Linked DNA regions of Pan troglodytes: region 1 is linked to region 2. A link is a contact called in public HiChIP or PLAC-seq data. All regions are on one chromosome and are shown on one strand. The core of a region is the stretch at or near the end of the contact, and the rest is flanking DNA. Distances in the headings are between cores, read along the strand shown.

Region 1 (7,602 bases), core at 3,698-6,197, 220 kb after region 2:
TGCCACTGCACTCCAGCCTGGGCAACAGAGCAAAACTCCGTCTCAAGAAAAAAAAAAAAAGAACGAAAAAGAAAAAAAAAAAAAAACACCATCTCTACACAAATTTTAAAAATTAGCCAGGTGTCATGGTGCACACCTGTGGTCCCAGCTACTTGGGAGGCTGAGGTGGGAGGATCTCCTGAGCCCAGGAGTTCTAGGCTGCAGTGAGCCATGACTATGCCACTGCAATCCAGCCTGGGCCACAGAGTGAGAACCTGTCTCTAAAAACAAAACAAAATGAAAAGACAGAGAGGCAGAGACAGAGAGTGAGAGAGACAGAAACAAAGAGACAGAGAACACTGCAAATGGAGCTAGAGGAAAAAGACAGAAATGGATATGGAGGGACAGAGAAATCAAGATAAAAATCAACACAAACACCGAGAGCAACGGCCAGAAAAGGGCACAAAGAGAGAGGAAAATGGAAAACTCAAGAGACACCCAGAGAGAATGAAAGAATCTTCCAAGGAGAAAGGACGAGGCAGGGGAACGGAGCCAGGAAGGAGGATCCCGGGGAACCAGGGTAGGAAAACCACTGACCCCCACTCCACCCCTAGCTGCCCGCTGGGCGCCACTCACCAGTAGGGTGTCCCAATGAAAGAGAGGCGTCTGGCCAGCGTAGCCCCAATCTGGGCCGAGATGCCAAAGTCAGCTGGAAGCAGAGGGAGACATAGTGATCTGGGGTCCACTGCGCTTCCGGCCCCCCAGTCAGCCCCCCTGCTCAACCCCCAGCCTTACTCACCCAATCTGACCTCCCCAGCATCATTGATGAGGATGTTAGCTCCCTGGGAATGAGAGGGGATATGGGAGGCTGCAGAGACTCTCCCCAGCCCAGTGCTAGCCCACTCCGCCCGACAGCTCAAACTACCCTGATCCCTGAGCCCCCGAAATGCCACTCCCATCTCCTGGGCCCCACCCCCCAACAGCACCCCTGCACCCCCAGACCACCTTGATGTCCCTGTGTATCTTCTTCTGTGAGTGCAAATAGGCCAGTCCCTGGGGAGAAGGGTGGACAAGGGGACTGTGAGTGTTTGGGGGCTGGAGTGGGGCCCCCCTCCCCTCCCATCCCCAGAATCCCCAGGCCTCTCCTTACCTGGAGCACTTCCCGGCAGACATAGCTAATCTGGAGCTCTGACAGGGAGCCTGTCACTGCAAAGGTCACCCCGGCCAGGCCAGGCGTTGGATGGGAGCCAGGGAACCTGGGCTGGGGAGTCCTGCCCCCCCACACCAGCTAAGAGGATGCCATAGGGAGAGGGGAAGCAGGATAGGACCAGTGGGAGGGGGAGATGGTGGGGTGGTCAGTGACAGAAAGAGGCAGCAATGCAAATAAAAGAGGCCAATAGGCCTGGCGCAGTGGCTCATGCCTATAATCCCAGCACTTTGGGAGGCCAAGGTGGGTGGATCACTTCAGGTCAGGAGTCCGAGACCAGCCTGGCCAACATGGTGAAACCCCATCTCTACTAAAAAATACAAAAATTAGCCAGGCATAGTGGTGCGTGCCTGTAATCCCAAGTACTCAGGAGGCTGAGGCAGGAGAATCGTTTGAACCCAGGAGGTGGAGGTTGCAATGAGCCGAGATCGTACCACTGCACTCCAGCCTGGGCAATAGAAGGAGGCTCTGTCTCAAAAAAAAAAAAAAAAAAAAAAAAAAAAAATGGAAAGAAGGAAAGAAAGAAAATAAGCAAGATAAATAAGTAGAATATGATATAGTTCCTCAGACGCTGATAGACAGCAAGAAGAAACATAAAGCAAGAAAGGTGCGCGTAGGAGGAGCTATGACATTTCACAGAGGTGGTCAGTCAGGGCTGCTCTCTGAAGGTGACAGTGGGTGAAGACATGAGGGCTCCCACTCTGAGTGGGACCAGCCACAGCAAGTGCAGGGCCCCAGGTGGGATAGTCCCTGGTGGGTCTGAAAAGCAGCAAAGGGGGTGGGGTGGAGTGGAGGGGGAGGAGGAAAGTGGGAGGAGGTGAGATTGGCCAGCCTGGGGTGGACCCTGATGAGGAGTCTGGGCTTCTCCTCCGAGAGAAATGGAAGCTGTAGGAGGGCTCTGAGCAGGGGCGTCATGTGACTTTGCAAAATAAGGAAAGGCACAGAGACAGAGAGAGACAGAGAAACGGAGACAGATCATACATGAGACATACAAAAGGAACAGGATTGAAAAAAACAAAAAAATGAGACAGAGACAAAGACAGAGGTCAGAGGCCAAAATGTGGGGAGACAGACAGATTTAGAGAGAGACCCAGAGGGTGACGAGGTAAGAACAACACACAGGCAGAGAGACAGAAAGACAGACAGACAGAGAGAGGCCGTCAGACATCAGGTCTGACAGACCAGCTGTGGGATTCACTTCCTCTCTTTGGGCCTCAGTTTCCCTCCTGAGGACTTCTCAATGAAGTCCTTCCTTTTCTAACATTTGAGGTCTAGGGCTGGAAGGAATCAGAGGTTTTCCGCCTCCCAGATTCAAACGATTCTCCTGCCTCAGCCTCCCGAGTAGCTGGGATTACAGGCGTCTGCCACCACGGCTGGCTAATTTTTTGTATTTTTAGTAGAGGCAGGGTTTCACCATGTTGGCCAAGCTGGTCTTGAACTCCTGACCTCAGGTGATCCACCCACCTCGGCTTCCCAAAGTGCTGGGATTACAGGCGTGAGCCACCACACCAGGCCCAGCAGTTATATTAAAAAAAAAAAAAAAAAAAGCCAGGCACAGTGGCTCAAGCCCGTAGTTTCAGCACTTCGGCAGCTGAAGGCAAGAGGATCAGCTCAGCCCAGGAGTTTGAAATATGGCCCAGAAAGACAGTTCCTGTGAGATACACACACAGAGACGGAAGAGGTGAATTTGGGTCGGGGTTGGGGGGTGGGGATAGGAGGGGTGCTTGGGTCCCCTTGTCCTTTCTCTAACCTTGGTAGATGTCCTGGAGAGAACCAGCCCCACAGAATTCCATGCAGATCCAGAGTTTCTGCAACCTGCAGTGGTTCAAGAGTAAGAATAATAATAGCAGTAAATACATTATTATTTGCAGGAAAGCCCCTGGTTTGCTTCTGTCTTGTTCTAGTTCAATAAGAACTTTAACGTAACAGCTCTCATCACTCCACCTCTCCTTGTCTACCAGAGTGAGGTTGTTTCATTCCCATTTTACAGACAAGGAAGTTAAGGCTCAGAGAGGAAATGTGAGTTCCGGGGCAAGTCAACTCAAACCTAGGCCTTTGGGCGGGACCCCACTGCCGTCCCACGCCAACCTAGGAGGCAGGGCAGAGATCTCACGGGTTGTGGAGATTTGGAGGGGACAGAGGGGCCCAGGGCACCTGTTCTGGGGAGCAGAGGTCATTATTGGGGCATCTGGAATATTAATTTGGGGATCAGGGAATTTAGGAGTTTATATTAAAGGAGCAGAGAGTGAAACTGGGTGAGCCAAAGGGCAGAATGGTGAGAGCTTCGTTTCAAGGGAGTTGATTTCAAATTCAGTTACTATGAAGAGATCAATTTGGGGTACTCTTGGTCAGAAATGGGAATTTTAGATTGGAGATTAGATTAGAGGCTGCTCTGGTCAAAAAAGTGGGACTTAGGAGTGAGGATCAGGGTAGGGTTAGCCCAGTCAAAAATGGGGGTCCAGGATGGGAGGTCGGGTTATGGTGAGAAATGGAAGTTCAAGGTTAGAACTGAGGGTGCCAAGACCAGGCGCGGTGGATCACACCTGTAATCCCAGCACTTTCGGAGGCCGAGGCCAGTGGATCACAAGGTCAGGAGTTCAAGACCAGCCTGGCCAAGATGGTGAAACCCCATCTCTACTAAAAATACAAAAATTTGCCGGGCAGGGTGGTGAGCGCCTGTAATCCCAGCTACTCGGGAGTCTGAGGCAGAGAATTGCTTGAACCCAGGAGGCAGAGGTTGCAGTGAGCTGAGATCATGCCACTGCACTCCAGCCTGGCAACAGAACAAGACTCCATCTCAAAAAAAAAAAAAAAAAGAAAAGAAAAGAAAAAAAAAAAGAACTGAGGGTACCCCCGTCAAGAAATGGGGGCTCTGGGTTAGGGGCTGGGCTGGGTGCCAGGGTGGGTCTGAGGTTCATCACCAGAGATAACTCCCATGGTAGGCCACGATGTTGGCGTGCCGGCAAGTTTTCAATATGAGGATTTCCTTCTGAAGGGTGGAGACATCATCATCTGTGAGGAGGGCGGGAGAGAAAAGGCAGCTCGCATGGGGAGAGAGCTACAGGGGAGGTGATCCCAGTGTCCCAGGAGGCGAAGGTGGGGATGTGGGGAAGGAGCTCCATGTTCCCTCCTCACCAGGCTCCATCTTCACCATCTTCAGTGCCACCAGGTCCCCTGACACCTTGTCTCGAGCCTTGCAAAGGGGAAGTTGGCAGTCAGGCAGGCTCCATTTGCCAGAGTCCCTCCACAGCATCCCTGAGTCAAGCTCAAGAACTGGGACCCCCTCTTGCAGCCTCCTCCCTGCCGAGGGCTTGCCTTAAAGGTCACTGGTTGTAGGGTGTTGGGGACAGAGGGGCTTCCTCACCTTAAAGACTTCCCCATACGTGCCGCCACCCAGTCGCTGTAGCAGGTCATAGTGGTCCCGGGGGTCTCTATTGAAAATGTCAGGGTCCACGACGTCCATCCCTGGGGGCCTGAGCTGGGCCTGCGCCCAGGGGCCAGCAGGGCCTCAGGGCTCAACTTCTGGCACCTCCCTCCGTCCCCAGAAGCCCTGCACCCGCCTTGCCTCCGCGGGCTGTGGCCTCCCCCCTCCTCACTCTCGCTTCCTGCCCCAGCTGCACTGCACGACTGTGCAACGGGCTCCACCCGCCCCCCCCCCCCCCCCCCCCGTCCCCTGGGCTCTGAGAGCCTCTGAGGGGCAGCTTCTCTTGGGACCCAAGGGACCACCCTCAACCTCCAAGGCCCAGGGCTGGATGTAAATGTGATGCAAATGATCTTAATCGTAACTGGGTTGGAGGGGGGTGCCTTAGAACCCCCGCCCCCGTCTCCTAGGTAGTGTCTAAACCTCTGCTGGGTGCTTGAAGGTTTGGCCACAACCCGAAGGCGGCAGGTCTGCAAAGGGATGGCTATGCAGTGTACATGCCTGTTCACCTGTCACATACATGCACTTGGGTTACCTCCTCTGCACTGCGCAGGCGTGTAGACGTGCATCTGCCTGGATACCTGTGTGCACAGTACACACGTGGATGTACCCCGGGCATATACCTCCACATGCATGGCACATAACTGCATTTTGTAGGCCTGCAGTGTACAAAACCTATACATAATATATAATTCATGGCAATACAAATGGGACGCTCGCCCTCAGCTCCAAGACCGGAACCTAATGGAGACGGGGCGCGATCCGGCGAAGTCCAGGAGCCCTCACCCCAGCCCCTGCCCGGCAGAGCACAGTAGCTTTGTGGGACCCTCCTCCTGGAGCTGGGGACCAAGGGCTGAGACTTGAAACTGGAGAGCTCAGGATCCTGCACCAGGCGCGCAGGCCTGTGGCAAGAGGGACCTCAGAACACCTCCCTCGGAACTTGGCCATGGCCTAAACGTAAGGCTGCTGCGTGCATTCCCGCAGAGATCCGTGGCCTCATGGCCGCGCGCAATACAACGCGCGCGCACGCCGCCAGAGCTCCGGGTGCTTCCCGGTGAGTTCGCGCGCGCACGCTCCCGCGCTACCGGCACTGGAACTGGGTCTGTGAGGCCCGGGAAAAGCTTAGCCCCGCCCCCTCGCCACGAGAGGCGCCTGCGCACTGGGATACAGTAAGCTTTTTCTCACGCTGTCTGTCCAGCTTGAGTGGAGCGAATGCGCACGCGCCAATTGCGCCTGCGAGGAAGAAGTCACGTGGCAGCCGGAAAGCGTGGCGGCTGCTGCTAGAGCCTTTCCCTTTACCGCACCCAAGGAGCTGGAGCGACAACAACGACGTCGTTTCCGTTTCCACCACCTCTTCCTGTTCCCGTCCTCGAGGACGCCGTGCCGGGCCAGTGTTAGCCTCCATCCCTGGTTGTGGAAGGCGACAGAAGTCATGGCGATGTTTGAGCAGATGAGAGCCAACGTGGGCAAGTTGCTCAAGGGTATCGACAGGTCTGAGCCCGGTCGGAGGAAGCGCTCTGGCCAAGCGGGGCGGAGGAGAGGGTTTTCCGGAGACAGCAAGGGGTGTTCAGGGTCCTGGGCTTGCCGCGGGGTGGGGTTTCTCTATCCTCCTGGAGGAGGAGATGCTTAAAGAAACGGCAGTGAGCTGGGGGTAGTGGCTCACGCCTGTGATCCTAGCACTTTGGGAGGCCGAGGTAGGTGGGTCGCCTGAGCCCAGGAGTTAGAGACCAGCCTGGGCAACAGCCAAACCCCGTCTCTAAAAGAAAGAAACAAAAGCACTGCAAAGGCCTAGAAGCGAGAGAATCTTGATACCACTCAGTCTCTTCGTAAATTGCCTTAAGGTTTCCTTCTCTGCTCCGCCTCCTTTGAGTGCCTCTTAATCTCTCCCTTCTCTGCTCTTTAAGTCATTCATTCTCCACACGTTTACTGAAATAAACTGTCAGTGCTAGGCAATGCTGGGAACCACAGGCGAATCAGACAGCGGCAGATCATGCCTTCACGGTCTGAGTTCCCTTTCCATAAGGGAGACAAATCTGACAGCAGACAGCGATAGCCGGGAGAGGTTAGAACTGAAATGGGGGAAGCAAAGGCCAGAGTGTTCAGGTGGACATGGAGGAAGTAGGCAGCGAGGTAGGCAGGAGAGGATGGGGCTGGATCAGGGTGGAGGCCTGAGCAGGGGAGGAAGGGGTGAGTAGCAGAGACATTCAGGAGGCCAGGTGTACAAGCTGCAGTGATTGACTGGCTCAGAGGTTGAGGAGGCATCCTAGGGAAGAGCCAGGGCTCCAGTGGAGTTTAGAGCTTAGGCGAGAGGTCTGGGATAAGAAAAAGTTTTACTAGAGATTATACTGGACATAATTCACTACCTGGATAGAGCAAGTGGCCAGTGCCAGATTTAGAGGGGAAGGGCGGGAGGAGCAGGTTACAGTGGCCCCTTGCTCCATAAGGTGGCTGGCCTCAGCTTCTGTCTCCTCTGTGCTCACCTATCTTGATTCTCCTTTAGGTACAATCCTGAGAACCTGGCCACCCTGGAGCGCTATGTAGAGACGCAGGCCAAGGAAAATGCCTATGATCTGGAAGCCAACCTGGCTGTCCTGAAGCTGTAAGTGTCTAGCTCTCTGTCTACACTCCCATTGCAGCAACTAGCAGGGTGCCACTCCCAGTACAGGGCAAGGGGGTGGCTGGTAGTATCCTGCACAATGCAGCATCTCTTGGTGTGCAAGACTAGGAAGCCAAGGAAGTTGGGACAGGAGGAGGGATGGTTTTTGAAAAATCAATTGCCGGGCACGGTGACTCACGCCTGTTATCCCAGCACTTTGGGAGGATGAGGCAGGCGGATCACCTGAGGTAGAGAGTTTGAGACCAGCCTGGCCAACACGGAGAAACCCCATCTTTACTAAAAAATACAAAATTAGCCGGGCGTGGTGCCACATGCCTGTAATCCCAGCTACTCGGGAGGCTGAGGCAGGAGAATTGCTTGAACCCAGGAGGCGGAGAT
Region 2 (6,907 bases), core at 2,236-4,735:
GTCTCAGTCTGTGTTATTTATTTGCCTCTGTGCACCCCACCCACTCACCTTCCTGAACTGCTAAACCAGTCTCCTACTTAAATTCTCCCTTCTCCCATCAGACCCTCAAGCTGAGTTTTATAAGACACTCAACAAATGCATTTGTTGAGCACCTAATTATGTGCCAAGCCCTGTTGAAAGCACTGGAGATAAAGCAGTGGGCAGAACAGACAAAAGTCCCTCCTGCAAAGAGCTTATGAGCTTTATAGTAGGGGAGACAATAAGTAAATGACTTAATATGTTAGAAATGATAGAAAGCAGAAAGAAAAAAAAGTGGGAATGGGAGATACATGCCATTTTAGCTAGAGTGGCCAGGTTAGACCCTCCTCAGGAGTTGGCATTTGTTGTTGTTGTTTTGAGACAGAGTCTGACTCTGTCACCCAAGCTGGAGTGCAGTGGCATGATCTCTGCTCACTGCAGCCTCTGCCTCCTGGGTTCAAGTGATTCTCCTGCCTCAGGCTCCTGAGAAGCTGGGACTACAGGTGGGTGCCACAACGCCCGGCTAATTTTTGTATTTTTAGTGGAGTCAGGGTTTCACCATTTTGGCCAGGCTGGTCTCGAACTCCTGACCTCAAGTGATCCACCTGCCTTGGTCTCCCAAGTGATTCCAGGTGGAAATCTCCCAAGTGATTACAGGTGTGAGCCACTGTGCCTAGCCAGGAGCTGGCATTTGAACAAAGCCCTGACGGAGGTGAGGGAGTTCTGGGGATGTCTGCAGGGAAGGGTATTTTAAGTAAAGGGAACAGCCAGTGCAAGGCCCTGAGACAGGAGTGTGTCCGGTAAGTCTGAGGAGCTTCAGGGAGCTAGAGTGTTGAGAGGGGAGGAAGCAGAGAAGAGAGCGCTAGGAGATGAGGGCAGAGAGGCGATGGGGCAGATCTGTCAGGCCTTGAAGGGCATTGAATGGACTTAGGTTTTTACCCTGAGTGAGACGGAGCCACAGGAAATTTCAAACATGGGAGGCATGTGACCTGACTCAGTTCACAGGCTCCCTCTGCTGCATGTGGTCAGCAGAGTAGGAGTGGGGTGGGGGACAGCTTCACAGAGAGGAGGCTGCTGTGATGGTTCAGGACAAGACAGCAGCGGACAGGCCCAGGGTAAGGGCCCTGAAGGGTGGAGAAGTGGGCAGGTGTTGGGCCTACTTTGTAAATAGAACCCACAGATTTATGTATGGGATTTGAGATAAAGAGAGGAGTCAAGATTGTAAGTCCAGGTTTTTGGCTGGAGCAATTTTTTTTTGTTTTAAATTGAGTTCATCACCCAGGCTGGAGTGCAGTGGCATGATCACTGCTCATTGCAGCCTCAAACTCATGAGCTCAAGTGATCCCCCAACCTCAGCCTCCCGAGTAGCTGGGATTACAGGTGCACACCACCAAGCCTGGCTAATTTTAAAAATGTTTTTGTAGAGACATATTCTCACTATGGTGCCTGGTCTGGTCTTAAACTCCTGGGCTCAAGCGATCCTCCCACCTCAGCCTCCTGAAAGGCGGGGATTACAGGTGTGAGCCACTGTGGCCCACCTCTGGGCAATTTTTAACATTTGATTTATGTCAAAAAATAGCCCCCCAAGTGTCCTGCCTTGGGGTAAACAGGGTTATGGGGTTACTCGTATCTGCCCTTAAGGAACAAGTTCTACCCCTGTTCTTCCCTCCAGGCTCCTGGTCCACCCCCAACTTCCAGCAGAATTGTCTATGAACTACTGGATACCAGGATACAGTAAGGAAGAGATTAGATCTGACACAATGTTTACTTAGCAACAGCAACAAAACAACAGCAGTAGTAACAGTAGAAATAGGTTCCGTGGTTTAAGAGTATAGAGTCTGGAATTTCATCTTCAAGCCTTGGCATCACCATGAATTCACTCTGTGACTTATCTTCTCTCAACCTTAGTTTTCTCCTCTGTAAAAGAGATAAGATACTTCGCCCAATAGTACACATTAAATGCTATATATGTATTAGTTATTCCTTATTAAATACTCCCTATATATCTGCTAAGCACTTTTTACATATGAAACTCTAATTAATCCTCAGCAACAACTCTAAGAGGTAGGTACTATTATCCCCATTATACAGATGGGAAGCAATTTGGCAGGAACATGGAGCTGGTGAGTAACAGAATCAAGCCCTAACCCTTGTCTGCCTGATTCCTAGGGTGTAATCTCTTAACCACTATGGTGCATTGCACCTGCTCACTCCAAGGCCTAAGAGGGAGAGGAGTGAAGGCCTAACAGGCACATCGTGATCGATGAGGAGGGCCTGGTGTGTGAGGGGTGTGCTGGGATTCCTGGGTCCCTTATGTAATTCAAACCCTGAGGTGGAAAGGAGGGAGGAAGTTTTGGATTTTAGGCAGAGTTGGGTGAACACCACTCCATCTGGGCTGCTTTAAGAGCAGAGGACAGGGCCAGGAACACTGGCTCAAGCCTGTAATCCCAAGCTTTGGAAGGCTGAGAGGGAAGGATTCCTTGAACCCTGGAGTTAGAGGCAAACCTGGGCGACATAGCTAGACCCCTCTCTACAAAACTTTATTTCTTTTTTGACACGGAGTCTTGCTCTGTCCCCAGGCTGGAGTGCAGTGGCGCGATCTTGGCTCACTGCAGTCTGTGTCTCCCGGGCTCAAGCAATTCTCCTGCCTCAGCCTCCCAAATAGTGGCGACTACAGGCGTGTGCCACCACGCCCGGCTAATTTTTGTATTTTTATTAGAGATGAGGTTTCACCATGTGCCCAGGCTGGTCTCGAACTCCTGACCTCAAGTGATCCACCCACCTCAGCCTCCCAAAGTGCTGGGATTACATGCGTGAGCCACCGTGCCCGGCCTCTACAAAACTTAAAAAAAAAAAAAAAATTGGCCGGTTGCAGTGGCTCACGCCTGTAATTCCAGCACTTTGGGAGGCCGAGGCAGGCGGATCGCTTGAACCCAGCAGTTGGAAACCAGGCTGGGCAACATGAGGAAACTTTGTCTCTACAAAAAAATTAAAAACAAATCAGCCAGGCGCGGTGGTCTGCGCCTGTGGTCCCAGCTACTAGGTGTAAGCCACCAAGCCTGACTGATTTTTAAAAATTTAGCTGGGAGGCTGAGGCGGGAGGATCTCTTGAGCCCAGAAGGTCGAGACTGCAGTGAGCCGCGATGGCGCCACTGCAGTCCAGCCTGAACGATAGAGCGAAATCTGCCTCAAAAACAAACCAACAAAACACCAGCAGAGGACAACTGAGGGAGGAAAAGGAAAATGGCACCGAAGTTGTTTTTATGTCGCCGCAACAGTGACACCCGCCGCCAGCTTGTCTTGACAGCGGAGATCCCGAACGCACTGCAATTTACAGCTCCAGGGGGCGTTCCTACAACCCCGACAGGTTAGCCGAGGGGCGGGGCGGGCGGGCCCCGGGGCGGGTTCGGCGTTCTCCTGCGCCAATGGGAGCACCCAAGCCCCTGCGCGGGAAGATGCCGATTGGTCAGTGCCGCCGGACGCTGCGGGGAGCTCGTGCGCGCGGCGCTTTTGGGGCGGAGCCTGCCACCGGCCGCCAGGGGGCGCCCCGAGACGACACTTTCATGGAGGCGGTGAAGGCGGAAGCGTGGGAGGGGGCCGCGGTGGCCCAGGACCTGCTGGCTCTGGGGTAAAAGGGTGTGCGGTGAGGCTGGTGGGTGCAGGAAGGCCAGGTCTGCCCCTTGGACGCGGACGGAAAGGGATTCTCAGTGCATCCCCGCCCCCTCCCGCTGCCTCGGTCCCCACAGGTATGGAGGTGTCCCGGGGGCGGCGTCGCGGGGCGCCTCATGCCCAGACTTCAGGGGGCTGTGCGTGCGGCTGGCGGCGGAGCTGGGGACGCTGGGCGCCCTCGAGCAGCAGCGAGAGGCGGGCGCGGAGGTGCTGAGCGCCGGCGACGGTAAACACGGAGCGGGAGGGTGGCAGGGGGGCCGCCACGGGGCCACCGAGCCCTGACACCCCTGTCCTCGCAGGCCCTGGCGCGGAGGAGGACTTTCTGCGGCAGCTCGGCAGCCTGCTGCGGGAGCTGCACTGCCCGGATCGCGCGCTCTGCGGCGGGGATGGCGCGGCAGCGCTTCGGGAACCCGGTGCCGGACTGCGCCTGCTGCGTGAGTCCCGGGATGCGGAAGTGGCAAGGCCATGGCCTCGGGAGCGGCGGGCTCTGACTTTTTAGGGGAAATCGAGGTTCCCAAGGGGTGTGGTCAGAACTTTGGGGCGGCCCAGAGGGTACGAGGTGGGTGGGGTGAGCATGTTGGGGCGAGCAGAGCGCTCTGAAATGGGCGGGGGTAGAATTTCATTTCATTTTTTATTTATTTTATTATTATTATTTTTGAGATGGAGTTTCACTCTTGTTACCCAAGCTGGAGTGCAGTGGCGTGATCTCGGCTCACTGCAACCTCCACCTCCCAGGTTCAAGTGATTCTCTTGCCTCAGCCTCCCGAGTAGCTGGGATTACAGGCGCGCGACACCACACCCGGCTATTTTTAGTAGAAACGGGGTTTCACCATGTTAGCCAGGCAGGTCTCGAACTCCTGACCCCAGGTGATCTGTCCACCTCGGCCTCCCAAAGTGTTGGGATTACAGGCGTGAGCCCACCATGCCCGGCCCGGGGTTAGAATTTTAATTGGAGGGCCTAGGAGCTCAAGTGGGTTGGATTAGGAGGAAGGCTTGAGGTTTCAAAGTGGGCAGGAGTGGAATTCGTAGGAGGGGACAGGGTCTCAAGGTGGGGCTTACTCTGGAAGGCTTTAGGTGGGCGGGACTAGAAGGTGGAGGATTTTTTTTGTTTTGTTTTTAAGTGGAGGTGGGGTCTCCCTATGTTGCCCTGTCTGGTCTTCAACTCCTGGCTTCAAGCGATCCTCCCACCTCAGCCTCCCAAGGTGTTGGGATCACAGGCTACAGGCATGAGCCACTGTGCCTGGGCAAAGGTGGAGGTTTTAAAGCCGGTGGAGCCTTTTTTTTTTTTTTGAAATGGAGTCTCGCCCTGTTGCCAGGCTGGAGTACAGTGACATGATCTCAGCTCACTGCAACCTCCAACTTCCTGGTTCAAGCGATTTTCCTGCTTCAGCCTCCCGAGTAGCTGGGATTACAAGCACTCACCACTATGTCCTGCTAATTTTTGTATTTTTAGTAGAGACACAGTTTCACCATGTTGGCCAGGCTGGTCTCCATCTCCTGACCTCGTGATCCGCCCTGCCTCCCAAAGTGCTGGGATTACAGTTGTGAGCCACCGCACCCGGCCATCAGTGGAGCTTTTTGACCAAGATGGATGAGTGGGTAGCAGCCTCCCTGAGTGCACAGCACCCATTTATTACTTTCAGGCTTTCTCTGCTCAGAGCTCCAAGCCACCCGCCTCCTGTGCCTGCGCTCTCTGCTGGATCCGAGTCCTAGGCCACCCCTTGGTGAAGGGGTGGTGGAGGGGGCCGGCATGGTCCAAGAACTGGACCTTACCCTCCAAGCCCTGGGGCTGCCCAGACCTGCACCAGGGACCCCCGCCAGCCAGCTGCTGCAGGAGTTGCATGCTAAGGTAGAGAGTCAGAGTCCCCTCCCGACCTGGGCTACCCCACTTTCCTTGTGGGGGTGGGGGTCCTCTCTCCACTTCTGGAAGGAGTATTCCAACCACTGGCCTGTTTTTTCTGGAGCTGTGACTGGCATTCTCACATCTGTGGCCTAGGTCCTCAGGGGTGTGGGGAGCTGGGTTTACAGAGGGGCCCATCCTCTCTGCCCCAGTTGGCCTCTGACTTCTTCTCCCATCAGATCTCAGAGCTGCAGCCTTCTCTGCCCCCAGGGTCCCTGCAGCCCCTCCTCAGCTGCTCGCTAGATGCACCCAGATGGGTAAGACTGTGTGTGACTGACTGAATGTGAACTGTGTCCTCATCAGAGGTGGCAGTGAGAGGGACCCCTAGCCTGATCTTGAGACCTTTTCTCCCAGGAAGCGTTGGAGTCTCTGTCCCAAAGCCTCAGAGATCAGTACCGCTGCCGCCGCTGCCTCCTCCTCAAGCGCCTTGACCTCACTACATCTGCTTTCCACTGGAGTGACCGGGCAGAGGTGTGGTGGGCAGGGGACCGTGCAGAATTGGAGAGGCCCAGTTGTGGGGGCTGCAGTTGCAGGGAGGAGGAATGAGGGCCAGGAGTATCACCCTCTTGCAGGTTCTCAGGCCGTGGACATTTTATAATTTTTTGAGGTTTGGGGCTCCTAGAATCTCAGGGTCCCAGGGTATTGTTGAATTCCCAGCTCTGAGCTGGGAGTATATTCAGAGGCATACCCCATCATTTTTTTTTTTTGAGATGGGGTCTCGCTCTGTTGCCAGGCTGGAGTGTGGTGGTGCGATCTCAGCTCACTGCAACCTCCGACTCCCGGGTTCAAGTGATTCTCCTGCCTCAGCCTCCTGAGTAGCTGGGATTACAGGCACATGCCACCATGCCCAGCTAATTTTTGTATTTTTAGTAGAGACAGGGTTTCACCATGTTGGCTAGGATGGTCTCGATCTCCTGACCTTGTGATCTGCCTGTCTCGGCCTCCCAAAGTGCTAGGATTACAGGCATGAGCCACTGCACCCAGCCTTTTTTTTTAATTTTTTTTTTTTTTTTTTTTTTGAGACAGAGTTTTGCTTTTCTTGGCCAGGCTGGAGTGCAATGGTGCGATCTTGGCTCACCGCAACCTCCGCCTCCTGGGTTCAAGTGATTTTCTTGCCTCAGCCTCCCGAGTAGCTGGGATTTCAGGCAGGCACCACCACGCCGGGCTAATTTTGTATTTTTTAGTACAGACAGGGTTTCTCCATGTTGGTTAGGCTGGTCTCAAACTCCCAACCTCAGGTGATCTGCCTGCCTTGGCCTTCCAAGGTTCTGGGATTGCAGGCATGAGCCACCACGCCTGGCCAAGTGTACCCCATCTTTA

The links. HiChIP or PLAC-seq counts read pairs in DNA pulled down with a chosen protein or histone mark.
Region 1: a contact with region 2 is called in an H3K4me3 HiChIP or PLAC-seq map of stem cell-derived excitatory neurons, with 3 times the contacts expected there. The contact joins the promoter of MAP4K1 here to the promoter of FAM98C in region 2. A contact is called at or near these places in 1 of 7 Hi-C or Micro-C datasets (stem cell-derived neural progenitor cells) and 1 of 1 datasets of contacts at active chromatin or transcription factors (stem cell-derived excitatory neurons).

Annotation. Positions count from the first base shown.
Region 1 is chr20:41,742,319-41,749,920 of NHGRI_mPanTro3-v2.0_pri, forward strand. MAP4K1 (mitogen-activated protein kinase kinase kinase kinase 1) reads right to left here and starts at 4,948. Exons shown (of 31, transcript XM_003316316.7): 1 at 4,551-4,948; 2 at 4,322-4,379; 3 at 4,108-4,198; 4 at 2,937-3,001; 5 at 1,130-1,185; 6 at 985-1,032; 7 at 779-821; 8 at 616-688. The coding sequence starts at 4,649. EIF3K (eukaryotic translation initiation factor 3 subunit K) reads left to right here and starts at 5,802. Exons shown (of 8, transcript XM_512639.7): 1 at 5,802-6,098; 2 at 7,108-7,206. The coding sequence starts at 6,040.
Region 2 is chr20:41,526,059-41,532,965 of NHGRI_mPanTro3-v2.0_pri, forward strand. It overlaps FAM98C (family with sequence similarity 98 member C), which reads left to right and starts at 3,486. Exons shown (of 7, transcript XM_024351305.3): 1 at 3,486-3,646; 2 at 3,765-3,913; 3 at 3,987-4,121; 4 at 5,331-5,536; 5 at 5,767-5,844; 6 at 5,946-6,058. The coding sequence starts at 3,582. It overlaps SPRED3 (sprouty related EVH1 domain containing 3), which reads left to right. Exons shown (of 6, transcript XM_016946887.4): 6 at 1-3.